Linked DNA regions of Gossypium hirsutum: region 2 is linked to region 1. Evidence: chromatin contacts called from public Hi-C data. All regions are on one chromosome and are shown on one strand. Each heading gives the region's core, a stretch centred on a gene start, on an enhancer-like site or on the middle of the called end of the contact. The rest is flanking DNA. Distances are from core to core; before and after follow the strand shown. Region 1 holds the start of LOC107900983 (F-box/LRR-repeat protein 15). Region 2 has its middle 25 kb from the start of LOC107962826.

Region 1 (7,174 bases), core at 2,268-4,767:
GGCTGGGTAAAAAATTCTGAAATTTTTATGGTGAAATGGTATATGAGTCTAGTTTCAGGGAAAATTTACGAAACTCAATTTGGAGCCCTGTAGCTCCGGATAAAAATAAATTAGCGACTATGACGCAGAAAAACAGTTTGCTGGAAATTGCCTAAACAATGAAGTTATTCATGAATAAGTTTATATTTTGGTGTAGTTATGTGAGTAATTACTTATTTATCATGTGTTTACTTACTAAGCTATATGCTTACTCGATTTTATTTTTCCCTTGATTATAGTGACTTCCGACAACTCGGAAATTTGGAACGAAGTCAGACAATCATCCACACTATCCTTCACACTTGGGGTATTTTGCTACTATCGTTCCGGAAAATTATGGCATGTATAGACGACCTATGAAATATGGAATCATCATGTAAATATATGTTATGGTTTGATTTAAAATGTGGTGTTCATTAATAGTTAAATTGTGAGTATTATTATAAATGAGTTTGGTTGATATATATATATATTGGATTGTGATTTAAATTTGCAGGAGGTTTAAGCAAAATTAAGCAGAAATGCTGTCAAAATTTTTTTTAAAAAACTTAGTAATACCTCATACTCTGTTCCGAGTCAGAATACGAGTAAGGGGTGTTACAATATTCTTAGTAGAGGTGGGTTGGTGGGTGGCTGAGTAACTTGAGGAGGTTGCTAGGATTGTGTTTGGGTTGGAGGGAGCTCTTGGTTTTGGTTTGATGCATTTTAGAAATGACAGTAGAATAGTGAGCCATGTTGGTTCAATCTATGTTTACCATATCAATTGTTGATACAAGTAGTCAACAAAGAGGAAAGGATGGTGGAGAGGAATGTTGGTTCACCTATGTTAGGAGGAGAGCTAGTGGAAGGAAGAGAATAATAATGGGAGGAAAGTGAGGAAAAATGTGATGTTCTAGGGTTGATATGTGAGGTCCAAAGGAGGGTGGGTCGATGCTTAGTCCCTTATGCATCCAAGCTTATATAAGGGCACATTGTTTGTCCTTTAGTGCCATGTAGCCAACAATAGAGTGGCTTGCATAAATGTTCAGGTTGGCTATGTGTCAATGTCGTTACAGGTTAGTTGTCGCCATGGAGACAAAAAGTGCTAAATAGTTCAGTAGGGGCAAAGCCATAAAATTGTTTTGGCGTAGAAATAAAAAAAGGGGCCAAAGTGTAATTTTTACCATTATACTAACTTATAATTTCTTAAAAATTAAAGGGATCGATAGACGATTTTCTATTTTAGAGGGGCCAAGGCCATTGCTTGCCCCACGCTCCACCCTAGTAGTTCAATAAATATTTTATAATTTTTTAAAGTTAAGTGACCAAAATAGAAAATTTACTAATAATTTAATAACTTTATATGTAGTTTGCCCTTCATCTTTTTATATTTTTATTTAAAATCAATAAAAATACACATATTTAAATTTGAACCCAAAATATAATAATTTTTTTACCTTTAAAGTTACCATTTCTATTAAAACTTTATTTATTTTATATTTTTAATACATATATCATTTTGTTATAGTTATGTGATCTAAGATTACATATACTATTGAGCTATCAACATTTGTTATATCAAGTCTCTTTAAATATGATTTCGAATATGAGTATCATAAATAAAGAAAATAATATTACGAAAATTTTACTTATATTTAAATATTTATCTTTACTTGACTTCAAATTTTTTCGAGCACAAAAAATCTCATAAAAAAATATATTATTGAGCTGAATTCAATTCTACTTATAAAGATATAAACCTCTCACCCTAAACATAAAATATCTGTTTAATTTGATTAATCATAATGCGCCGATGGTTTTTTTTTTTGAATAATCGTAATAACAGATAAAGAAAAAGTGACCCAAAAGTTGTGGGTTGCACGTGCGATTTCATCTTTGAAAATCTACCTTGATGGAAAAAAAAGTGACTTTTTTAGTCAATAACCAGTCTTGTCTTGTCATCATAAAAAAACACGAGTTTTCTTTTTTCATTTTTACCAATTTAATTTTTATTTTCCACAACGATCCATTCAATTGTGTTTTTTTACTAGTAAATATATATTTTTAAACTATTTGATAAATATATCTTTTAATAAATAAATATTAAAATATTAAAATATACTTTAAATCTTAATACACTTAGTACATTTAAAATTTAATTTTACTACTTTTATTTTAAGAAATTTAACCCTTTTATCTTTTAGAGTTAAAAATTTAAATTCTATTATTATCATCATTAAAATTCTTTTATTAAATTAACTTATTTGTAATTTTGAAATTAAAAAAATACTTAATAGTCATAAGTGATGGAGCCAAAAATATTTTTTTAGGGTTAAAATTAAATTGTATATTTTTACGATAGTAAAGATGTAATTTACCATTTTAATAGACTATATATTTATAATTTTTAAAATATTAAATAAAATTTTTATTATTTTTGAGGGGTCAAAGTACAATTTTACCATTACTAATTTAAAATTTTATAAATTATAAACTATCTAAATAGAAAATTTTTCATTTTAGGGGAGTTGGGGCCCCTACCTGGCCTTGCCATTGGTAGTCATATAACAAAAAAATAGCATTGAAAATGCCGAAGTAGATTTTTTCATAAAAATACCCCACACTACAAAAATAGAGGGACCAAACTACATAAAAATTGAAATATATATATTGAATATCAAGTTTCAACATAGTAAAAAGGGTCAATGAAATTTGACCATTATCTTAATACTAAAAAAAGGGCAAGTCAAACCCAAAAGAAATGAGAAGCTAACATTTTAATCGAAAAATTAACATTACTAATTATTTGGAGTAAATAATAGTATTATAAAAATATAGTGATCAAATAGTGTTAGAAATTAAAATATAAAGATTAAATATCAACTTTAAGCATAATAAAGGGACTAAAATTGAATTTTAACCATATTTAAAATGTCAAAAAAACTGATGTGACACATGTCAGTTTTGGGAGGCCCTTATAGTTGTCTAGATTTAAAATGTAAAAAACAAAAAAAAAAAACGGTGGGACACGTGTTGGCCTTCCTTTTACATATAGTTGTATGGATTTAACTTCTATGTTTAAATTGATATTTATATGCTTTAAAATTGATACTAATTTTAATTTTCATCACACATTTTAATTCAATTTTATAAGTTGGTTAAAATTGAAAATTGTATTTCATGTTATTTTTCCATTAAAATTTGCTATTAGTTTTTATATTTAGACTAAATTTAATATTTAACTCCTATACTTAAAAAGTTTAATATTTAGTGCTTCTATTTTTATTTAAAAATTTCAATTGTAAATATTTTTGATTAAAATTTATCAACTTACAATTTTAATTAAGTTGTTCTAGTATGATATGAAATATGATTAATAAAAAATTTAAATTAATAAATATTGATAAATATGATTCTGTTTAATTTACAATTTTTAAATTAAAAATGTAAAAAATTAAATTTTAACTTTTAAAATATAGATACCAAATCTCAAAATCTAGACAAGAGAGGTAGTAACAATAATTTTAACCTATTTTTCCTTAGCAAAATTTAAGCATTGGGTTCTTCTTTTTTGGAAAATCAATTAGCGCCGGTCCATTTGTTTATTTTCATGCTTGCTAAAAAGAAGTGAATTTTACTTTACTAGACCAGATCCGGTGATGTTCGCTGCCCTCTCTGTATATTTTACATCTCCGTCTCTTGGTTCGTATGTATCAATCGATTCTTCTTTGGATTTTCTAAAAGATTGAACTTTCGAAATCTTTTTTTTTTTTGAAAATTTTCTAGGGTTCCTAAGAGGCCGGAGCTTTTTTTTTTGGGGGGGGTGGATGATGGAAGGTGGAAGGTGGTGAGTTAGGGGTTTATATTGTTTTAGTGGAGGGTTTGGTGCATGAGGATTTAGTGCTGCCTTTGCTTTATCGACGACGAACTAGACAACCATGAAGGAAGGGTTTTTGGCAAATGCTGACGACATTGAGGAGAATATTGTAAATGACGGCGATGAAGAAGCTCCCGCCAGTGTCACCGTCGCCCCAGATCGATTTGCATTCTCCCTAAACAGAACACTTAATAGTCGACGACAGAGAGACGAGACATTCCTGTTGTTTGAAGAAATGTCCGCCGCCATGAGGTGCGGTGGCAATTGGGTTGATGCTAAGTGGCTCCCATTGGTTGGCTGCTCGCGTCCTTCCCAGGGTGAGACTAGCGCCTCCGCTTCAACTGCCGTTGAAGATTCTGACTACCATGATTCGCACCATAAACGAGCCAAAGTCTACACTGTTTATCAGTGAGTTAACTGGACAAATGTAGGCAAAATTAGTTAAGAAATTAAATTTTTTTTGCGGTACTTATTCTGCAAAGTTTTTCATTGCAGCGAGAGCACCTCTTACTCATTAGCACCGAGAGAGTATAATAATAACCAATGCTCATCGATTTCATCCAATAAAGGGGTATTTTATCACAATTTCATGTTGAATAGTGGGAGTGATGGGCATCGTTTTGATGGTAATGGTGGGAAAGATGAGGAAAATGAGGGTGATTTGAGAGCTGAAGATTCTGAAATTCGAATGGATCTGACTGACGATTTATTGCATATGGTAGGCAGTTTGTATAATCTACATTATATGTTAGTTTTTTTTTATAATTTTTGTATTGTTTAATCTTATTGAACCGTTTTGTTTGTTTTTCCTGTTTTCAGGTGTTCTCGTTCTTGGATCATCGTAATCTTTGCAACTCAGCCATGGTTTGTAGGCAGTGGCGATCTGCTAGTGCTCATGAGGATTTTTGGAGGTGTTTGAACTTTGAAAACCGGAGTATATCTCTTGAAAAATGTGAGTTTTAGATTTGCTTAATATCTTTACTTCGTTTTCATTTGGTTTATACAGTGTATTCCAAGCAAATGAAGTTTAGAAATTGCTTAAATTTGAGACTTTCTTTTTTCAGATAAGAAAACTATATGAGTATGCAATTATATATCAGTTGCGCTTTCATCTTTTATAAATTTAGAATTAACATGTTTGGTGCTTGCTTCCTGAGCAAGATAATACTCACGTCATATGTTACAGATCTTCACAAATAGTTCATTCTCTATTAATTGTTTGTTGATTACATTATTTTGCATGAGCAAAAGTGGTCCATTGTTGTGAAGAAATTTGATGCTGAACTGCAATAATGTTGCATTTTGATTTTGCAGTTGAGGACATGTGTCAACGATATCCTAATGCCACTGAAGTGAATCTGAGTGGAACTCCAATTAGCCACCTTCTTGTTATGAAAGCTGTCTATTTGTTACGGTAATATTTTGTCACTATATTTTATGTTCTCTAATGAAATGAATTTTGCATAGCCTCCTGTTAATTTGAATAAATTTTCCAATTGGCAGAAATCTGGAGGCTTTAACATTGGGAAAAGACCAACTAGGTGATGCTTTTTTCCATGCGTTGACCGAGTGTAGTATGTTGAGGAGTTTGGATGTGAATGATGCTATTCTTGGTGATGGTGTTCAAGAGATACTTATTAACCATGATCGATTATGTGATCTGAAATTAACTAAATGCCGTGTGATGCGTATATCCATCAGGTGAAACAAAGTCTTGATTTGATTTTAAAGTATATCGTGATATCAATCTGGTCATCTCTATGCTGACATCTGATCTTTTGCAGGTGCCCACTACTAAAAAGTTTATCTTTGAAACGCAGTAATATGGCACAGGCAGCCCTTAATTGTCCTCTTTTAAATCTGCTTGATATAAGTGCTTGCCACAAACTTACAGATGCAGCAATCCGTTTGATAGTGACTTCTTGCCCCCAATTAGAGTCTTTAGACATGTTAAATTGTTCTTGTGTTAGCGATGAAACATTGCGGGAAATAGCTCTCACTTGCTCTAATCTCCATGTTCTGAATTTGTCATATTGTCCTAACATATCACTTGAGGTCTGTTTTTGCAAATGGCTAATTTAGATCTAATTAGTGTTGCTTTTTGGGTTTATTTGATCCATTTACTTGTTTATGAAGTCTGTAAGACTACCAATGTTGAAGGTTCTTAAGCTTGACAACTGCGAGGGTATCACTTTGGCTTCAATGGCTGCAATAGCTTATAGTTATAAGTTAGAGGTTTGAATCTTTTTTCTCGTGTATATATATATATTGCCAGATGCCTTTGCTATCTCTATTAAAGATTTCTAGCCATCCGTACTGATTCTTCTCTCTGTTGCAGGAGTTGGAGCTTGATAATTGCCACATGTTGACATCAGTGTCATTGGATCTTCCTCGTTTGCAGAAAATTCGACTGGTTCATTGTCGAAAGTATATTGCTATTCTATTGACTTCCCTTATTTCCATTCTTCTTCTTCTTCTTCTTCTTCTTCTTCTTTTTTTCTTTTATAATAATATATAATTTCTTCCATGCAGATTTGCTGACTTGAATTTACAAAGTTCCACGTTGTCATCCATAACACTGTCCAATGGTGTCGCCCTCCGTCGCATTAACATCAGTTCAAATGCACTTCAAGTATTTTCTCAACGCACAATTTGGTTTCTATTTCTACTGTCTTTGTTGTTGATAAGAGTTTGAATTATAGTGTTGTACATGAAAATGCAGAAATTAGCACTGCAGAAGACGGAAAATTTGACAATATTGGCACTGCGGTGTCAAGGTTTGCAAGAAGTAGACCTCACAGATTGTGCATCTTTGACAGATTCTATTTGCGATGTCTTTAGTGATGGTGGTGGGTGCCCTATGCTAAAATCATTGGTTCTGGATAATTGTGAGGTTTGTGAATAGGTTTTTCCTGTGTAGTGAGTCTTCTCTCAGTTCTCATTTTTGTGCATGGATGAGGGCCTTACTATTGGAACATGCAAAGATATGGTGATAAATGAGACATAAGATGTTATATACACATTCAATGACTGGGTGATAAAAAAGGCATGAGATGATAGAGATCTGTAAGATGGTTTCATCTCAGCTCTTTGGTCACTTAAATTGGCATCTTGTTTCCTGCATTGTTGTGAGTCGTTTTCTTATGCCTTCTGAAAAAATTCTTTGTTTTTTTTTGTTTTGGCCAGAGCTTGACAGCATTGCATTTCTCCAGTACATCTTTAGTCAGTCTTTCGCTGGTTGGTTGTCGTGATATTACTACTCTTGGTCTTGCATGTCCT
Region 2 (7,174 bases), core at 3,169-5,668, 75 kb before region 1:
GTCACACAGTTCGCCAGTTGGCGAATTCCAAACACAAGCAGACTATACGTCGTACATTGTTCCTTTGGCATGTACACTATGCCCATGCAATCATACAAACCACCTTCTTCATGTTAGCCGCAAACCGTAGTCCATATACAGAGCCATATCAAATTTTCATTCATTTTCCTTTGTCGTGATTTGCCAATCTGGTTTGCAATAACACTTGCCCTACCAGAGGCTACGCGACCATTTTCATGTGTCACAATCTGCTAGTTCAATGCTCATTTCATTGAAGGTAACACCATGAATTCTTTTTCATGTATCATATCATGTTATTCATTTCAAAAGAAAAGGGTAATAGCTTAAACATGAAAGAAAGTTCTTACATCTTAACACTGGCAGACCAAACCAAACTGATAACAACAAGCATTCATCACTCTTATTCAGACATTTCATCTTCACAGAATATGCATACTTGCCTTAAACCAAACATAAGAAAAAACATTATACACACATGTAGTAAGAAGGAACTCACCAAAAAATACAGCAAGTTCAAATAGCAAGACTCGTGCCTTTACCATGAGAACCTTCAGGAGTGTCTTGAGTTATACTATAAATAGTTAAACTATTCAGACTGTATACTAGAAAACTAAACAAACTTTCAAGTAACATCATCACAAAACCCTGATTCAGGAAGTTTTCTTCATTATACTCAAAACTGACGCTTAAGTGTGCAGCCCTAAAGTCAAGTAAATAGCCATGAAAATAACTTAAGGTTCATCAACATTTACCAAGTGCTAAAACAACAGAAGAGTTGGCTAAGTATAATGAACCCAAATCTCCAAGTAGTTCTCTAGTATTAGGTTTTCTAAGAGAAAAGTGCAAAGAAAGTTTGAGAAGAAAATGTGAATACTAGAGAGGACGTAAAAGCTTGCTCAAGAAACTAATACCAAGTTTATACAGACATACACGGAAGCTAAGTTTAGTGAATAAATCTGATTATCCCACTAACCTCATTGATTCCTGTGACCAAGAACTCTTTCTAATCATAAATGCAAGTCTTATCGGCTACGTAACTTAGTTCTATTATAAACAATTCCCATTTGTCTAACTAAATTCTTCAACCAGAATAATAAAATAATAATATAATAAAGGGTTCTATCAAACTGAGGACTTAAAATATTCGTCAAACAACTGGGTGATGTATACTCTTTAGAAGAGTCCGCCAAACCATCAAGCTCACTTATCATAGGCTTCACTCAAGGGCGTACTCACAACCTTACATGCTTAGTCACAATTATTACCTTACCTACTCAGAACTTTCTTTAAACACTATACTTCAACAAATAGTAGTCAAATCACTAAGAACTTTCTTTAAACACCGGGCGGGATGTTACACTCACAAAAAAAATTTATCTCTATTTTCTTCCCTTTGTCCTTCAATGATTGTTGATATAATTCCATAAGATGCTTTGGTGTATGACAGGTACTGTACCAATGGTTTTTACCTCCACAACGATAACACAAACATTCTAATTTTTCAGCTGTATATTTATCATTCTTTCCATCATTATGATCCTACATCTGATGGGTATTCCTGAAATGACCACCTCGTCCACGTCCTCGACCACAACCATGACCACGACTAAGATCACACCTATGTCCTCGACCATGACTACTAGCGTGACCTTTATCCTTTCCATTAGATGATGTCACATTCACTTTAGGGAATGGAGTAGAGCTAGTTAGATGTGACTCATGATTTTGCATTAACAATTCATTATTTTGTTCAACCACAAGAAGACAAGATATTAACTTAAAAATATTTATTAAAACTTTTTTCACAATATTGTGTCTGTAGGACAACATTATTTGCGTGAAATGTGGAGTATGTTTTTTTATAATATATCCTTATCAGTTATTGTCTCTCTACATAATTTCAATTACAAAGTGATTCTAAACATAGTTGAGTTATATTCACACACAAATTTAAAATCTTGTAATCTCAAATGTAGCCAATCATGGCGAGCTTTAGAAAGTATTACGGGTTTTTTGCGGTCATATATTTCTTTTAGACTATTCCAAAGGACAAATGGATATTTAACAGTCAAATATTCATTCTTTAGTCCCCCATGGAGGTGATGGCAAAGAAATATCATGGCTTGGACATTATCTTAACTAGATGTTTCATTTCCTTTATTAATAGTTTCACCAAAGCTGTTTGCATTTAAGTGTATTTTAGCATCTAACATCCAAGATAAATAATTCTTTCCAATAATATCAAAAGCCACAAATTCAAGTTTTGCAAGGTTCAACATTGATGATACAACTACAATGCAAATTTAATATAAACATAAGTAGTCTCTTAACAAACTTTCAAGCATAACATAACAATACTCCGGTGATTACAATAATTTAGTCACAAAATAAATTACAAGTAATTTGGCTATGTTAGAAGTTTTAACAAATTACGGGGTTAGTGGAACTTTTGACGATGCGAACATACCTTGATCCAAACTAATGAAGATCGCAAGACTCTTAGATTAATTTAAGCGTGCGTGTTGATAACGTATTATAAAACAAGAATAATAGATAAAAGATATATATGAGAATAGGGGGATTTCTATTGCATTCTATTATTTTTCATCATCATCACAACTAGAGGTGGCCCGCCCGAAATATGGGAGGGTTTGGGTAAAAATATAGGCCCAAAATATGAGATTGGGCAAAAAAACGAGGCCCGATTAAAAAACGGGCCGGGCCTCGGGCACCACTTTTTTGGCTCGGGCCCGGCCGGCCCGGCCCGAATAATAAATATTTTTATTTTTTTATTTTATTTAATTTTAAAATACTTTTTTTAATTTTTTTAATTTTAAAATTTTTTTAAAATAATTTTTTAAATTTTAAAATATTTTTAAAATACTTTTTTTAATTTTTATTTTAATTTTTAAAATAAATTTTTGGTATTTATTTAAAAAACGGGCAGGGCCGGGTTGGGCCGGGCCCGGGCTTATAAATTTTTTCCCGGGCCGGGCCTGGGCAAAATTCTAGGCCCATATTTCGGGCCGAGCCGGGCCCAGGCCTAGGACCCGGGCTGAAATTTTTTTCTGGGCCCGGTCCGGCCCATGAACACCTCTAATCACAACTAGTAAATTCCTATATATCTAATACATAAATAGGAAAGGGGTTTTAAGGAGATGAAATGTGAAGAGTTAAGGAATATGAAAGGTGAAAAGTTGATTATAGTGAACATCCACTTAATAGCATTCATAATAAAAACAAGATTTTTTAACTTTAAATTTAATTAATGAATTGGCATTGATTCAAAGCCATTTTTGTTTTCAATAATTTTAAAATATTATCTCTTACCCTAGTTCAAATCCATATAAATCTAGGAAAATTTTATTTATCATATTTCTATAATGGAAAACATGTGCAAAATGTAATTTTATATTTCCATTATTGAAAACAAATTTTTTTCTATTATAAAATGTATTTTCAAATTTTTTAAAAAAAAACATAAAATGAAAACCATTTTTTAAAACATTAAAATAAAAAGTTCATTTTTTTTCTTTTTATTTTAAAAATAATATTTATTTTCTATTTTAAAAATTAAAAACATATTTTGTAAATAAAAAATTTGTTTTCAATAATGAAAACTTGTTTGGTGCTTATTTTCCTATAATAGAAATTGAGAAATAAAATGAAATAATCCCACAGTTATATGAATTTGAGCCAAGGTAACAAGTTTGATATTTAATACTATTGAAATTTTTTTTAATGTTTATATAGGTTTAAAAACTAGACTCAATTCATTTAAACTTTTCAGTTTTACATAAAATAAAGATTAAAAGTATCAAATAGTTTCATTTTTCATTTCCCAAAATTTATTTTTAAAATTTTCAAACAAATAAAATTTTCAATGTTTCCTATTTTTCAAGAAAAAAAAACAAAACAACTGTTATTTACTAAAATCAAACGGAACTAAAAGTTTCACTAAAATTTTCAAAGGTGAAGCCAGCAAGTTTAAACAGAATTCACTCCAATATATTTACTAAAATATCTCTCTTTTAATGTTACTATTTTACATATTTTTAACTTTTAATCTCTTAATTTTAAAAGAATTTCTACATATATTTTACTTTTATAAATACATTTTTTATATATTTGATTAGAAAATCTTAAATTTAGAAAATATTATAACAATATAAATAAAACATTAAGAAACATTTTAACCATGTAAGGGTTGGATGAACAAGGACAAGTTAGAGTTGAAAGCTAATGTATTCAACGGATTCAAGTATATTTAAATGAAATGAAATTCGAGCTGATGAATCCAATCGAATTGGATCATGATGAGGTCTACATGAGTTAGTTCAGAAGCAGAAGACTTGAGAGGCCTGGAAGAAACTGTTTGTATAAGGGGTTAAGCCCATTGGCTTAGGCCCACATTAAGGGCTAGGCCCAATTTTCTAAATTCTTTAAATCTCCACCTCTAAATACCATACTAACAAAAATGCTTTGCTTTAATACAAGGTTTTGGACTTTGAATTTTATGTTATGTTTGAATTTATTTTAATTAATTAATTAGAGTTGAGTTAATTATTTAATCTAAGTTTTTATAATAATTAATTTATTGAAATTATTATAACTTAAATTTTTTTTCTTTTTTAACGCTCCTTGAAAATGAAATTTTAATTTAATATGAATTCTAATTTGAAACAAATATATAGATGAAATTTTAATTTTTTGTTTGAGCAAATTAATTAGCTGTAATTTTGAGAACAAAAAATTAATGACAACCTAAACCATCAATATAGTTGCTTATGCATCAGTTTTTGCTATATCATTTGGTGTACATTGTTTTAATGGAAAATCGAAACAATCAATTCTCTTTTTCCACAGCAGTAAAAATTTTAATTTGTATCGACTTTATCAATTTATTCTATCTAATTATGATCACATCCATCGAAACATTATGCATCAAATGATATATGAATAATATAAAAAATAATATAAAAATATATTTATCATTTATACTAATAATAATAAAAGCTTTAATTTTAACCATTAAAGTTTACTGACTTTAACTTTTAAACAACATAAAAATAAGTAAACAACTTGTATATAGGGAAAAAGAAAAGAAATGAAATGAAAATTTTCTCAAAGCTTCACTTCAACTTTATATTTAGTATAGGATGATTTTATTGTGAAAAATTTTATTGTTTAATGCTTTTTTTTGAATTGTTAAATGATTGATTTTTATTTGTGAAATTTAGTAATGAATATTTTATTTTCATTTATTTGAAATCTATAAATATATATTTTAAAAATGTTAATAAATCTGAAACGATACATCACAACATACTTATATCTATTTATATCAATTCCAATTCTAATAGAAAAAATAAATGTGCCATATATTGGCTATCTTGATAACATCTTATTTTACATATTTGGAACGGGATTGTCAATCGTTCAGATAGATTAAGAGTAGTCTTATAATTCAATTGATATTATTGTTGTTACAACAATGTAAAAGATGTAGGTTTCAATACACGTGTAATATACTCCAATTTAAAATTTTAGAATTTGTGGAGGTTATATGTAATTTAGGAGTCATAAGAAAAAAGTCAAGCATTGTCAACTGTCGGATCTTTTCCAAGTCTTTCTTTATCATTGATTGGAATTATTGGGACCCACATGTTTCCTAATCAGTAAGCAACTGTTAATTTATAATAATTCAGCTTAATTATCAAAATTGTTTAGACACGTTAATAAAAAACATTTTAAAATTTAAAAATAAAAAAAATAGAAAAAAGGTTTTTTTACGCATGTAATACATAATTAATATTTAAATACCTAAATGATATGCCAATCATTATTTATCAAAATGGTATGTTTTGAACAGTGTTGGGGGTGGAGGGAGATAGGGTGGTGGCACCACCAATTTTTTCTATTGCAAACATGGAAGCATCATTAGCATATGATTTGTGTTTTAAAAAATATGTTTAAATGGTGGAGGGAGTAGGATAGACGACACCTGCATTTTGTGTCCATACACGGGTGAAACTGGGGTAAAAATTCGAGTTACATGGGTGAGGGTGTTTTAAAGGCGGAACCTAGTGGAGGGTCCCTGATAGGTGGCACCTAGTGGAGAAGCCTTATTTAAGCAGTGTTTTCTTGAACAGTTTTGAAGATAAGAAAAGAAGAGGAAAAAAATTGTTGTAGTAAAAGAGAAATTATTGAAGAATTTGTAAGGTTAGTATATACCAATTTTATTTTTTTACAATATATTTTTTAGAAATAAAATATTGAGAAATTTAATTATTTTTATAGATTTAGTATTGAAGATGGATAATCAATTTTCCGTATGTGTTTAGTTCAATGAAGTAATTTTGACAACAATAGTTGGATGTATATTTGAATGTCGCCAACAAATTGCAATGAGATTTAATAGAAATATCTCAGTTGATGATATGAAAGAAATGATCAACGCAAAAATTGTTAGACGTTGGAGGAGGATTTCGAAACTATTCTAAAAATTTCCAATTTCAACAGATTGCATCAAATTCACCAGATGGAACTTGTAAACGATGAAGACGTAGAGACAATGGTCGCACTTTATTGCTCGAATCGAAATGGCCAAACTGAACCGATTCAGTTGTTTGCTGAGTTAGTTGATGTGGAGCCAACTGAAGATTTCTCTCTATTAAGTGAAGAACATAGAGTTCAATATTCATGTACGGTGGTTCCAAGAGCACATGTTGATAGGCGATCGACTATATGCGAGATCGGCATCAATCTTAATGCTCCACCTTTGTCTGAGAACCTTATCCTGGTCCCTATTTACAAATACATTCGGTGGTGATTGAGACCGATGCGAATAGTGATGATAGATATGATAATAATGGTCCTTTTGATTGCGAGGTTGAAGATTATAGTGATCCTGATCTAGGCGAGGTCCTGGATGATATCGACGAAGAAGGCGCGAATGATGATGGAAATGTTAACATGTCTCCAGTCATGAACACAAGTCGAGGCATTATGATACACAATGATCTTAGAGAGCACATATTGATCATAGATCCTGATGCGACGCATGTATTTGAGTTCCCGGAGTACCCCAATATACTACATGCTCACTGGTTGGCCGCAGATCTTGAACTTGAGGAGTTGTTTGTGGGCAAAA

What was found. A called contact is a pair of places that touch in the nucleus more often than the background predicts.
Region 2: a contact with region 1 is called in a Hi-C map of leaf, with 6 times the contacts expected there. The contact joins the enhancer-like site here to the promoter of LOC107900983 in region 1. A contact is called at or near these places in 5 of 34 Hi-C or Micro-C datasets (anther, callus, hypocotyl and 1 more).

The regions. Positions count from the first base shown.
Region 1 is chrD06:17,325,526-17,332,699 of Gossypium_hirsutum_v2.1, reverse strand. It overlaps LOC107900983 (F-box/LRR-repeat protein 15), which reads left to right and starts at 3,517. Exons shown (of 18, transcript XM_016826794.2): 1 at 3,517-4,303; 2 at 4,391-4,613; 3 at 4,715-4,847; 4 at 5,210-5,309; 5 at 5,399-5,596; 6 at 5,680-5,950; 7 at 6,032-6,130; 8 at 6,234-6,322; 9 at 6,428-6,527; 10 at 6,618-6,788; 11 at 7,082-7,174. The coding sequence starts at 3,957.
Region 2 is chrD06:17,401,630-17,408,803 of Gossypium_hirsutum_v2.1, reverse strand. No RefSeq gene overlaps it. Among protein-coding and RNA genes, the nearest start is that of LOC107962826, 25 kb to the left of the region's middle. Within about 2 kb of position 4,418, at least 1 of the 9 cell types and tissues checked has an H3K27ac peak or open chromatin away from gene starts, as enhancers often do. A contact at or near this core is called in leaf, where this site is marked.